Regions from separate parts of the Macaca mulatta genome. Here region 1 is linked to region 2. Evidence: chromatin contacts called from public Hi-C data. All regions are on one chromosome and are shown on one strand. The core of a region is the stretch at or near the end of the contact, and the rest is flanking DNA. Distances in the headings are between cores, read along the strand shown. Region 1 holds the start of HNRNPK (heterogeneous nuclear ribonucleoprotein K). Region 2 holds the start of KIF27 (kinesin family member 27).

Region 1 (5,906 bases), core at 2,811-5,310, 57 kb before region 2:
TCAGAAATAAATAAATAAATAAATAATAAAAAAGATATGTTCAAAGCTGGTAATCCCAGCAGTATGGGAGGCGAAGGCGGATGGATCACCTGAGGTCAGGAGTTCCAGACCAGCCTGACCAACATGGGGAAACCTCGTCTCTACTAAAAATACAAAAAAATTAGCCGAGCGTGGTGGTGCATGCCTGTAATTCCAGCTACTAGGGAGGCTGAGGCAGGAGAATTGTTTGAACCCAGGAGGCAGAGGTTGCAGTGAGCGAAGATTGCACCACTGCACTCCAGCCTAGGCAACAAGAGTGAAACTCCGGTCTCAGGAAAAAAAAAAAAGTATGTTCATACCATATTATCCACTTCTTTTACTTTCCAGAATAAAGGACACAATCATAAAAAAGGACCAAAAAGAAAAAAGCCATATATATTAAGGAGACACTATCCCAAGTACTGTGATTTGAGCTTTACAAATTAATTGAATATATTATCACATACATTCCAAAACCATGCACAACTTTTATGCATCAATAAGTAACAAAATAAAGACAAAGATTTATGTGGCAGAGTGTTTACCAGTGAGTTTTTATAGTTTGAAAAAAACAAACAAAATGTTCAAAATGGGAAAAAAGTTAAATATATTTCACCGCCACCATGAAATCAAAAGCTATGAAATCTTTAAAGAAGCCATTTTTAGGAATAATTTAATGACATAGAAATACATTTATTTACTTTTTTTGAGGAAAAGAACACATATAAAATTACATATAGCTTAATCCCCATTAATTTTATAATCAGGAAAAAAACATTTTTAAGAAAGATGATTAGCATTGTGTGAATGACAAACTTGGCTGACCACACTAATCTACATTCTAGATCTGGACTGCCAGGAACTAAACAAAAGAGAATAAAGTGGGAAAATTTTATCACCTACCACGAAGGTCTAGGTGATTTCTAGATTAATTGATTTCTAGATTAATTTTCAGTCAGCCTCATATATTCCAATTTTTTTTTTTAATAAAAAGTGAGGCAGGAGTGTCATCCTTTTAGACATTACGTGTGCCATTCCGACAGCAGCTGAGACTTAACAGCACTAACGAATATTTAAATCTACTCCACATTTCCATTATCTTCATCTAAACAATAAAGGTAAGTCTACATTTTAATTCATTGAGGATGAGTTCAAGGTAATCCTGGAATTTTTGAGAAGATACTCCAAAAATTAGGGAGGAAAAATTTATACTGTGTATGACGGAAATTAAAAGAAATAATCAGAGGAGATTTTTGTGGATCCTCCATAACCTAAGGTAAGGAAAAGACAGAAAAGAGAATCTGGAACCCAATTTTGCTATGTGACCTTGGATATGTTTCTTAGCTTCTTAGTATTAGTTCGTTCATCCATAAAACAAAGATAACTAACAACTTAAAGAACTCTAAAAAGTATTAAACTGCCAGCACAATGTTTAGCACACAGTGGGGAACTCAAGAAACAGTAGTTATAAATACTATTTTAAACAATAATCCAGCTGGATAGTGTACAATCTCAATTGTATCAGCCCATCTGAAGTAAATCTCACATCTAAGTAACATTGGGTCTAAATCACTGAGTCCAAAATGATCACTACACTATTACACCATAGAACCAATTACACAAAACTGGAGTCAATGAATTTATTGGTAAGTTCTTGAATGAACACAGGTATAAAATTAGTGGGTTGAAAAGTCTTAATTTCAAACAGAGAATAAAAGGATGGAGAAAAAACAGACTTTCCTGTTATTTAAATAGCAAACCTAAATATTAAAAGAAGTAAAGAGGAAATCAAATGGGGGAAAAACAGCAACCATCCCACAATGGCATCTAGAGAGGATGAATAATTTACACCAGTCAGGGTCCGGTCTGGCAATGAAATTGGGAGGAAGAAGTTCTTATATAGGGCTGCTTAACTTGTGATTCCCACTCATCACTGCTTATCAAGAAAATGATGACCGCAACATACATACTAACTTTAAAGAAAGTACAGCATCATTATTACCGTACCGCTCTTTGTGCATATTAGTGTCAATGACATGTCTCAAGTTTTCAATGACAAAATTAAATGTTGCAAATCCTAACTGGCGGATTAAATCTCTATGATCCAAGTATTCCCAGCCCCTACATAATCTCATCAAAGCTGAATATTTAATAAAATTCTGAACTTTGTGTTTTAGAGCTGAAATGTGAGTTAAGTTTTACCTACCCAACAAGACTATACACTCTTCATGGTGGGGACCATTTTAAAAACTATATTACCACTTAAAGAGAACTTTTATAAACTCCACAATCCCGGACATTATGTTCTAACAGTATGTGTTAACGTATCCTCCCAGAATGTAAATACCGGTGTTCATCATGAAATCCTCAGTGTACCTTAACAAGTTTTCCTCTAATCAGGCAAGTAAAAGATGCTGGGTGGATGCAATCATGGCCATTAAAAAGAATGCTGGTATATATATTTTGCAAATTACCCAAGAAGGAAACATAACAGGAATGAATCAGCACAAATTCATCACCACTAAAATATATATGAATGTATTCGGTCAATGGTGGATTTCGCTTCATGTGCAGATTATAACATCTTTATGCTTCAAAATGAGTTTGGGATTGTGGGCGGAGGCCGGAAGGTTGACGAGTAAGGATGTGGAAAGCGGGTACTACCAGGGCTGGAGATTTCCCAGGGTTGTCACCGATTGAAAGTGACCTTATGTGCCTTAACAAAGTAAGTCATGAAGGCTTGGCACAGGAGCCTTAGAAGTAAGGAACCGAATACAATGCAACTGTGAACTGAACCCGCTAGAACAGGAGCACGTTTGCGGGAGAGGGTTTTGGGGTTTTTGTCTGTTTTCATCACTGCCACAACAAGGCAGGCGCTTTGAATGGAACGTGGAGGTCTACAACGTATTTAGCGATATGCATTCATCTTAGGAGACGAGTGCAATATTTATTGCCTAAAAATTTTATCGGAATAAACTACAGCGACGACACTACAAAATACTTCCACCATCTCAGGCGCCATTACCCAAGAGGAAAGTCTCATCAGAACGGAGAGCCCTGTGAAACCGCCTGTGCTCTTCTCGGCGAGAAGTTCTCCAGGACTCCCAGGCTCGCCCCGCGTTTCCCCGGCTCCCGCCCCAGCGCAAAGCGGGCCGAGAACCGCCAGCTGCGCCTCCGGGCCCAGCCTTGGCTGACTGAGGCCCCGGACCGTTACAAACAGCGGGTTTCCGAAGCGTGGGCCGAGAACAGCGAACGCAGGCGGCCCGCACTTACCGCCGCGCAGCTAGTCCCGCAGCCCACAGCCCACAGCCCGTGGCGGGCTAAGGGGCTTCGGGCGCAAGTGTGGGCTGCGGAAACAGGGGCATAAGTCTGGGCCAAGCACCGACCTGGGCGTCCCGCATTTCCCTCGCGCAACAGCGGTCCCTGGGCCGCGCAACTGTAAGAACAGGAACCGCCGCAGCACTCTCCCAGATCCCTTTTTGCCTCTTCCCGCCCGATTTGTCGCGCGCTCGCGCCCCTCCTCCAACCCCAAAGGACTCCTTCAGGCCTGGAAAACGCCCCTTCCCCGGCCCCTCCCTGTGCGCGTGAACTAGGCAGTTGTTAGATCTCGCGAGAGGTTCGCCCCCTAGTCGCTCCTCCCCCCAGCTAGTGAGTGCGCGAACGAGAAAGGAGGAGGGCGCTCCAGGCGACAGCACTGCAGACGCCATTATCCTCTGTTTCTCTGCTGCACCGACCTCGACGTCTTGCCTGTGTCCCACTTGTTCGCGGCCTATAGGTAATTGGAGTTATTGGAGCTTGGGTATTGCTGATTCGGGCACGGGTTTGGCCTCCCTGAAAGGCTGCGTTGACTTTTCCCAAGCCCGGGTTTTCTCGAGCCCTTAGTGGCCTCACAGCCCGAAGGGAGGCGCTGGCGGGAGGCGGGGTTGTCGCCTCCCCCGTCGCCTTGATTGACGTGGCCTCGGGCCAATTGCTTCGCCCTCGCACCATCGCCGAAGCCCTGGCAGCCAATAGGGCGCGACGGCGGGGAGGACGCGAGAAGGCGGGGGAGGGGAGCCTGCGCTCGTTTTCTGTCTAGCTCCGACCGGCTGAGGCGGCGCTGCTGCAGAGAGACGGCGGCCTCGCGCGGTGAGAAGCCGGGTTGGGGGAGCGGCTCGTGGAGGTGAGGGTCGGAGCCCAGTTTTTCCGCTTGAGGGAGGCATTCTGGGGGCCGCTTTGGTGTTCGGCCGCTTCTCCGAGTGGGAACGTTGCCCGGCGTCCCCTCCCCCACCTCCGCCATTTCCCTGAGCGTGTATCCGCAGTCCGCGTTGTGGTCCTAGAGACTTCGGGGATTCGTGAGGCATGTGCCTTTAGAATGAGCTGGAGCTATGTGGCACTAGGAACTAGGAACCTCGTGGAGGAAAGGAGCCCGGCTGGGGGAGAAGGTCGCGCTGCCGCTCTCTTTGTGTGAGCCCCGCCTCACCTTGGGTCTCCCGGCCCGGGGTCGGAGCTGGAGCGGCGGGGATGGAACAGTCGGGGCTGCCTCGGTGGCTTTGTCTCGGGCGATGGGGGGAGGATGCGGGGGATGAGACCTCGGGACCGCGTGGTGGGTGGGGGAGGGGGTCGGCGCTCGGCTCCGCCTAGTAGCACGTAGTCGCCATTACGCGGGCCGCCATTTCCTGTCGGATCCGGGTGAGGAGAGGTGGCGGCGCTTTTGCTATCGACTCTCGCTTTTTCCAGTCCTGTTACCGGGCTGTTTCCGATCCCGGTACCGGGAGGCGGGGAGGGGAGGGCGCGTTGGCGCTCGGCCAGTCGAGCACATACTTAGCGGATTTTCGGGGCCTGGGGACTAGTGACTGCAGGACCCGAAGGGTGAACGGCACGCGGCAGCGTTATTCTTACAGATAAGCCCTGCTGTTTTTGCTTAAACTTTCTCATCCAAATTTCTCACACCCCACCTCAGAAATTGAGTGCTGGGCCAGGAGAATGTCGTTTCAGTTAGTCGTTAGAAGAGCGATAAGTCCACCAACGGTATGGGAGAATGGGAGGCATAAAAGTGCCTCGATTGTTGGCTCTTTGCTGTCTAGCCAACCTTCTAGTAGAGGCCGCTTGTCAACTCCTAGTCCCGAGAAGAGGGAAGCTTAAAAAGGCTGTTTGCAGGCCTGTCGACCGTTCTGGCGCGTAGACACTTTAGTTTTCATATTACAGGCATAATTGTCGGGTTGTACTCTCTCAAGCCTAATTTAAAATAGTCCGCTAGTGACTGTTAGTTTTCAAGGGCTCCATTAGCTTCGCTGATTAGTAGACTGGTAGTGTGATAGTTTGGATCTGGTCCTGTATTAGATTTTTGGATTTATCCCTCCGGTAGATTGTTGATGGATGTGTTCGCAGTGGCCGTTGTATTTGTAAACTTTCGGGGTGTCACATAAGATCGCTTCAAGCATGAGTCGAAAGAAATAGAAAAGCAATTAGAAGTTTTAATATAAAATTAGTTTTTCCAGTGAATAAGATGCATTGTAAGTTTTCATAAATGTATGCTTTGTGGATGACATTTATCTTTTCAGGCTTTTGTGAATGTGCCGTATAAAACAATTCATTGCTGTGTTGGGAGTTAATTCAGTGGCTAAAAGTTATTGTTCTAACTTAGCAAAAAATCAAACCAGGCTCCGTTGAATTTTGTATTTTTTAGGCAGTCATTTGAATTGTGAAACCCTAAAATGAGTCAAGTTTTAGAAGCAGCTAGTTTTTTGGGTTCAAATCAGTGTTGACTGTGATCAGAAACAAATATTCAGTAATAGGAATAAACAAAAGCAAAACTGATTTCTGTTGGTTCTTATAGGCTACTGCAGCACTGGGGTGTCAGTTGTTGGTCCGACCCAGAACGCTTCAGTTCTGCTCTGCAAGGATATATA
Region 2 (5,722 bases), core at 1,269-3,768:
CAGCACTGGCTCAATTACTTCTGTTAATCCCAAGCCCAGCTCCTCCCACTGCCTCTTACTGATTGGGACTCATCTGCAGGAGACAGTCCTCAAGACAATCTTCATGGGGCTCAAGCTTGGGTACCCTCCAAAGGATACCCTGGACCATGAGCAAATCACAGGTTCTCCCCTCCTAAACTGTAGGAACACAGGCTGCCCTACTACAGCGCCTTCTCAGTTGCTTCGCTCCATTCTCGAGAAGCAGATCAGCTTACTTCTTCCCATAGTTGCTCCCACCAGAAGGCCAGGTTTCCTATTCTTGCACATCACACAGGGTTTGCCCGTCACTCTTAGAGCCTCCTTTGACTTAGGTGGGAGGCTGCTTACTCTCCAACCCGCAAGGCCCAAGACCCCTTGACTCCACTGCCCAGTCTTTCTTACAGACACTTAAAAAAGAGATAGGATTGGAATTTGAATGGAATTAGCTTAGTCCTGCTATAAATCCTAGGGAGGAAGGGTTGGCAATGACTGGCATTCACTTTACAGTGTGGGGAACTTAAGTACTTAACTCCTTTTCTCTAACTCTGGACTCAAGACATCAATTTGGGGACAAAGGAAAATGCCCCATTCTAATGCTGTTAGGCATTTGCTGACCTCCTCTCTGCAATTGTGTGGCCTCTTGAGAACTTCTGTTGAGACTTCCGGGTATTCCCAGACTTAAATTGTTACGTACTATTAATCATTGAAGCTTTGTCAGCAGACCAGTTTGACTCAGCAATTCACAGTCATGATGTGAGTTTGTTTTCAAAAAGAGTTCTAAAAATGCAGCATAATCAATTCAAATCTTAGAATTTTAAAAATTATGTATTATTTATTATTTTTTTGAGGTAGAGTCTCATTCTGTCACCCAGGCTGGAATGCAGTGGTGCAACGATGGCTCACTGCAGCCTTGACCACCCAGGCTCAAACGATCCTCCTACCTCCGCCTCCAGAGTAGCTGGAACTGCAGGCATGCTCGGCCACACCCGACTAAGTTTTGATTTTTTGTAGGGATTGGGGGGGGGGGTCTCATTATGTTGCCCAGGCTGGTCTCGAACTCCTGGGCTCAAGTGATCCTCCCAGTTCAGCCTCCCAAAGTGCTGAGATTATAGGTGTGAGCCACTGTGCCCAGCCTGAATTTTTAAAAATTTAAATAATTCAGTTAAAAGAAAAAAAAAAAACCATAAATAGTCAGCTTTTTTCCCCACCTTCATTCGTATATTTCATGAGAGAAGGAAGTATTTTTGAAGATGCTTAGATTGTGCTACTAAAAACAGGAGGCACTAAAGCTTTTAAAGCTAAATTGGTAAAGTTAAATACTACGATGCAACCCAGCAATTCCACTCTTAGGTCCATACCTAAAAAACCTGAAAACAGGCCCGGCGGGGTGGCTCACGCCTATAATCCCAGCACTTTGGGAGGCCGAGGTGGGCGCATCACCCGAGGTCAGGAGTTCGAGACCAGCCTGCCCAACATGGTGAAACCCCGTCTCTACTAAAAATACAGAAAACTTAGCCGGGCGTGGTGGCACATGCCTGTAATCCCAGCTACTCCGGGGGCTGAGGCAGGAGAATGGCTTGAACCCATGAGGTGGAGGTTGCGTTGAGCCTAGATAGCGCAATTGCATTCCAGCCTGGGCAATAAGAGTGGAACTCCATCTAAAGGGCCGGGCGCGGTGGCTCACGGCTGTAATCCCAGCACTTTGAGAGGCCGAGGCGGATGGATCACAAGGTCAGTGGAGATCAAGACCATCCTGGCTAACACAGTGAAACCCCATCTCTACTAAAAATACAAAAAATTAGCCGGGTGTGGTGGCACGCGCCTGTGGTCCCAACTACTCGGGAGGCTGAGGCAGGAGAATCGCTTGAACCCGGGAGGCGGAGCTTGCAGTGATCCGCGATCATGCCACTACATTCCAACCTGGGCGACAGAGCGCGACGCCGTCTCAAAAAAAAAAAAGAAGTCCTGATAGTTGTTACAACATGACTGTAGCTTGAAAACATTAAGCAAAAGAAGCTAGACACAAAAGGTCATATACTGAATGCTTCCATCAATAATGAAATGCCCAGAATAGGTAAATCTATCATAGAGTCAGAAAGTAGATTAGTGGCTGGCTGGGGTTGTGGGGAGAGGGGAACTGGAAGGAATGACTAACTGGTTTGGAGATTTTCTTTTGGGGTTATGAAAATGTTTCTGAACTATATACAGAGGTGATAGTTTAATGCACTGTGAAGGCATTAAACGCCACTGAATTGTAAGTTTTAAGATGGTTTATGTTATGCAAGTTTTACTCAATAAAAATAAAAATAAACTGAATTGGTAGCTAAGATATTGAAACACAGTGTGGAATCGTTCTCATTCATTTCACGAACCCGTGGAAAGATGCTTCCGCTCAGGCCTCACAGACCGGTCCCAGCGCGTTAGTGGGACACAACTCGGGTTTGCAGGGAAGCCCGAGAGCTGGCCTTTTGCGGACTTCCTGGGGACGCAGGACTCTTGCGCACGGGCTTGGGGACGTGCCCAGGTTCGGGGGCGGGGCCAGGACGCCGCGACCCGGGGAGGACGCGGCGGGAGGCGGGCTTCGCCGGTTGCCAGGAGAACCCGCGACAACAAAAGACGCGGGCGGCGGCGGCGCGGCGTGGCAGAGCGAAGCTGAGGAGTCCAGCCCTCGCCGCCAGGGCCCTGGGCTGTCCCGAGCCGGTCAGTGCGCGGCGGGCCTGGCCGGGCGGTGCGGGGAAGTGGGGCGCCCTCCCTTTCGCGGCACCCGCCCTCCAGCCCGCCGCGCCCGCGCTCCCAGCCCGCCGTTGGGACTAGTAGGCGCCGGCTTGGGGTCTGGGCCGTCGCGGGGTGGGAGCCAGAGGGTGGGCGGTAGGGGCGCCAGCGAGGCCTATGGGGGTGCCCGAGGGGTCTGGGGTCAGGAATGGGAGCCCGGCGAACGACTGGAGGCAGAGCGCCCCTTCCGGAGAAAGCTGGCTCAGCCCTGAGGAGCGGGGCCTGGGGAACGGGGATCGACCCCAACGCGGGACTCGGCCCCCCGGAGCGCACCCCGTGTTCGTCTCGTGTAGCTGCACGGCGTGAGGTGCGACGCGAGGGCCACCACCACCGAGCGCTTTGTTTTGTCGCAGGCGTCTTTTTCCCACTGTAGAGGTTGAAACTTCGGCGCATTCAAGCTCGAGAGCTCCCTCCCTCGGAGGCAGGTGCTGTAAAGAGCAAAGCGCCCCGATTCTTTCTTTGAAACACCTTTTAAGTAACACCGCCGTCTCCAGTGTTGAAAATCTTTGTTGTTTGCTTTTCTTTACTCCTTTGTCTTTACGCATTTGGGGCCTTTTCTGAGCTCCTCATGCGATTTACTATCCATCTACTGGGAAGTTTCTTATGAAAATAATTAACAAACCACACATTTCAGACAACCACTGCTTTCTGGGAAATCAAGGGGACGGGATGGCAGCGGTTTTTGGAGACACTCATTCCTGACCAGTGACATGACATGAGGGATTAAATATTTCTCTTGCCTTTCCTCAGATTTCAAAAACCCATTGAGTATACTTAAATACGACCAGCCAATCAGATTTCGCCTTTTTTCATTTATTGGTGACATAATACGTATGTTTCTGATGACTATAATTGATCAGAATCTGAAGAAGTATAAGTGCTATGGATTGTGGAAAAACTTTGTTTCTTGTATATTGATGTTTTACAAGCCCTATGTTTGTGGACCCTTATTATTGTTTGTTTTGTTTTGAGACAGGGTCTCGCTCTGTTACTCAGGCTAGAGTGCAGTGGCACATTGCAGCCTCAACCTTCCGGGCTCAAGCAATCCTCCAACCTCAGCCTTCCAAGTAGCTGGGACTACAGGTGCGTCACCACTGCCTGGCCCATTCTTGTATTTTTAGTAGAGACAGAGTTTCACCCTGTTGCCCAGGCTGGTCTGTAACTCGTGGGCTGAAGTGATCCACCTGCCTTGGCCTCCCAAAGTGCTGGGATTACAGGCATGAGCCACCGTGCCTGGCCCCGTTATTATTTTTTTTAATGCTTAGAATAAGTTTCAGTTGCCTTTATAACCAAATTGTTTATAGATATTACCATTAAAAACCCCAAGAAATGAGGCTGGGCATGGTGGCTCATATCTGGAATCCCAGTACCTTGGGAGGCTGAGGCGGGTGGATCTCTTCAGCCCAGGAGGTCGAGACCAGCCTGGGCAACATGGTGAAACCCCGTTTCTACTAAAAATACAAGAATTAGCCTGGCGTGGTGCCTGTAATCCCAGCTACTTTGGACGCTGAGGCACGAGAATCGCTTGAACCAGGAGGCTGAGGTTGCAGTGAGCCGAGATGGTGCCGCTGTGCTCCAGCCTGGATGACAGAGCCAGACCTTGTCTCAAAAACAAAACAAAACAAAAACCCAAGAAATGAAAATATCCCAATTTGGCATTTTTTATTAGCAACTTCATTGGAAGCAGTTAGGTTTGGCTTAACATCGTCCATGAGTTTTGCTTTAATTTGATGGCATACAAAGAAATAAACTAATCTGTATGGTGACTTCAAATGTTGGTTTTCAGAGACATTTGGAAGAATTAACTCAGCATTCCTGCAACTGGAAAAGTTTCCAGTACCAAATGATTGTAGAGTTCTTTAAGATCCAAGAAAGGATTTATCAAACACATGAGCATTTTTTTTTTTCCAGTGTAAAATTCATTAGAATGATTTTAAAACTGCTAAGGTTAGGTGTATCTCTTTGTTTCAGCCATTACAGATAGTTTGTTGACTCTCTTTTGGGATTTTACAGCCCAAGGGACCTGATATTTTTTTTATTCTCAGGGGACTTTTAGAAGAGTGATGTTAATTTTTTTTTGTTGTGATCCTCTTCATGCCATCTACTCACAGAATTACAAATGCAGAGTACCATTGCAGAGTTTTGTTTTATTTTGTTTTGTTTTTGACAGGGTCGCGACCCTTTTGGGATCAAGGGACCCTCTCGCTTCAACCTCCTGAGTAGCTGGGACTATAGGCGCGTGCGCCACCATGCCTGCCTAATTTTTTGATTTTTTGTAGAAACAGGGTTTCTCCGTGTTGCCCCGACTGGTCTCGAACTCCTGGGCTCAAGTGATCCACCCACCCTGGCCTCCCAAAGTGCTGGGATTACAGATGTGAACCACTGTGCTGGGCCACGGTTTTTTTTTTCAAGGGTAGTGAATATTAATATTATCAATTCACTGTTATTAGTGTTATTAATAAAATGTTATTTCAGTCTAGTTGTCTCTGTTACTTAATGGTAATCTTCAAGACTCAGCAGCTTCTCCAAAGAACCTAGCCTCACCTCAAACTCATTACTTTTCATCATCTGCACTTAAACATTGTCATAGATTACTTGTTAAATTTAGTATAAGCTTTATCCTTCCAAAACTGAACATTTGTATATAAGTTTTTATGCAAACACAGTGTTTTCATTTCTCTTGGGAGTTTTCATTTCTCTTGGGAGTTTTCATTTCTCTTGGGAGCTGGGTCAAGTGATAACTGTATGTTTAACTTTTTGCGGAAATGTCAATCTGTTTTCCAAAGTGGCTGTACCATTTTACCTTCCCACCAGTAGTGTATGAGGGTTCTAATTTCTTTACACCCTGCTAACACTTATGGTCTGTCTTTGTTATTATAGCAGTGCGAGTGGATGTGGATTGGTATCTCATTGTGGTGGTTGTTTGTTTGTT

Evidence for each region. A called contact is a pair of places that touch in the nucleus more often than the background predicts.
Region 1: a contact with region 2 is called in a Hi-C map of liver, with 2.4 times the contacts expected there. The contact joins the promoter of HNRNPK here to the promoter of KIF27 in region 2.

The regions. Positions count from the first base shown.
Region 1 is chr15:114,916,840-114,922,745 of T2T-MMU8v2.0, reverse strand. HNRNPK (heterogeneous nuclear ribonucleoprotein K) reads left to right here and starts at 4,060. Exons shown (of 17, transcript NM_001266946.1): 1 at 4,060-4,143; 2 at 5,834-5,906. It also overlaps a transcript of RMI1 not described here.
Region 2 is chr15:114,858,019-114,863,740 of T2T-MMU8v2.0, reverse strand. It overlaps KIF27 (kinesin family member 27), which reads left to right and starts at 2,518. Exons shown (of 18, transcript XM_015118008.3): 1 at 2,518-2,718.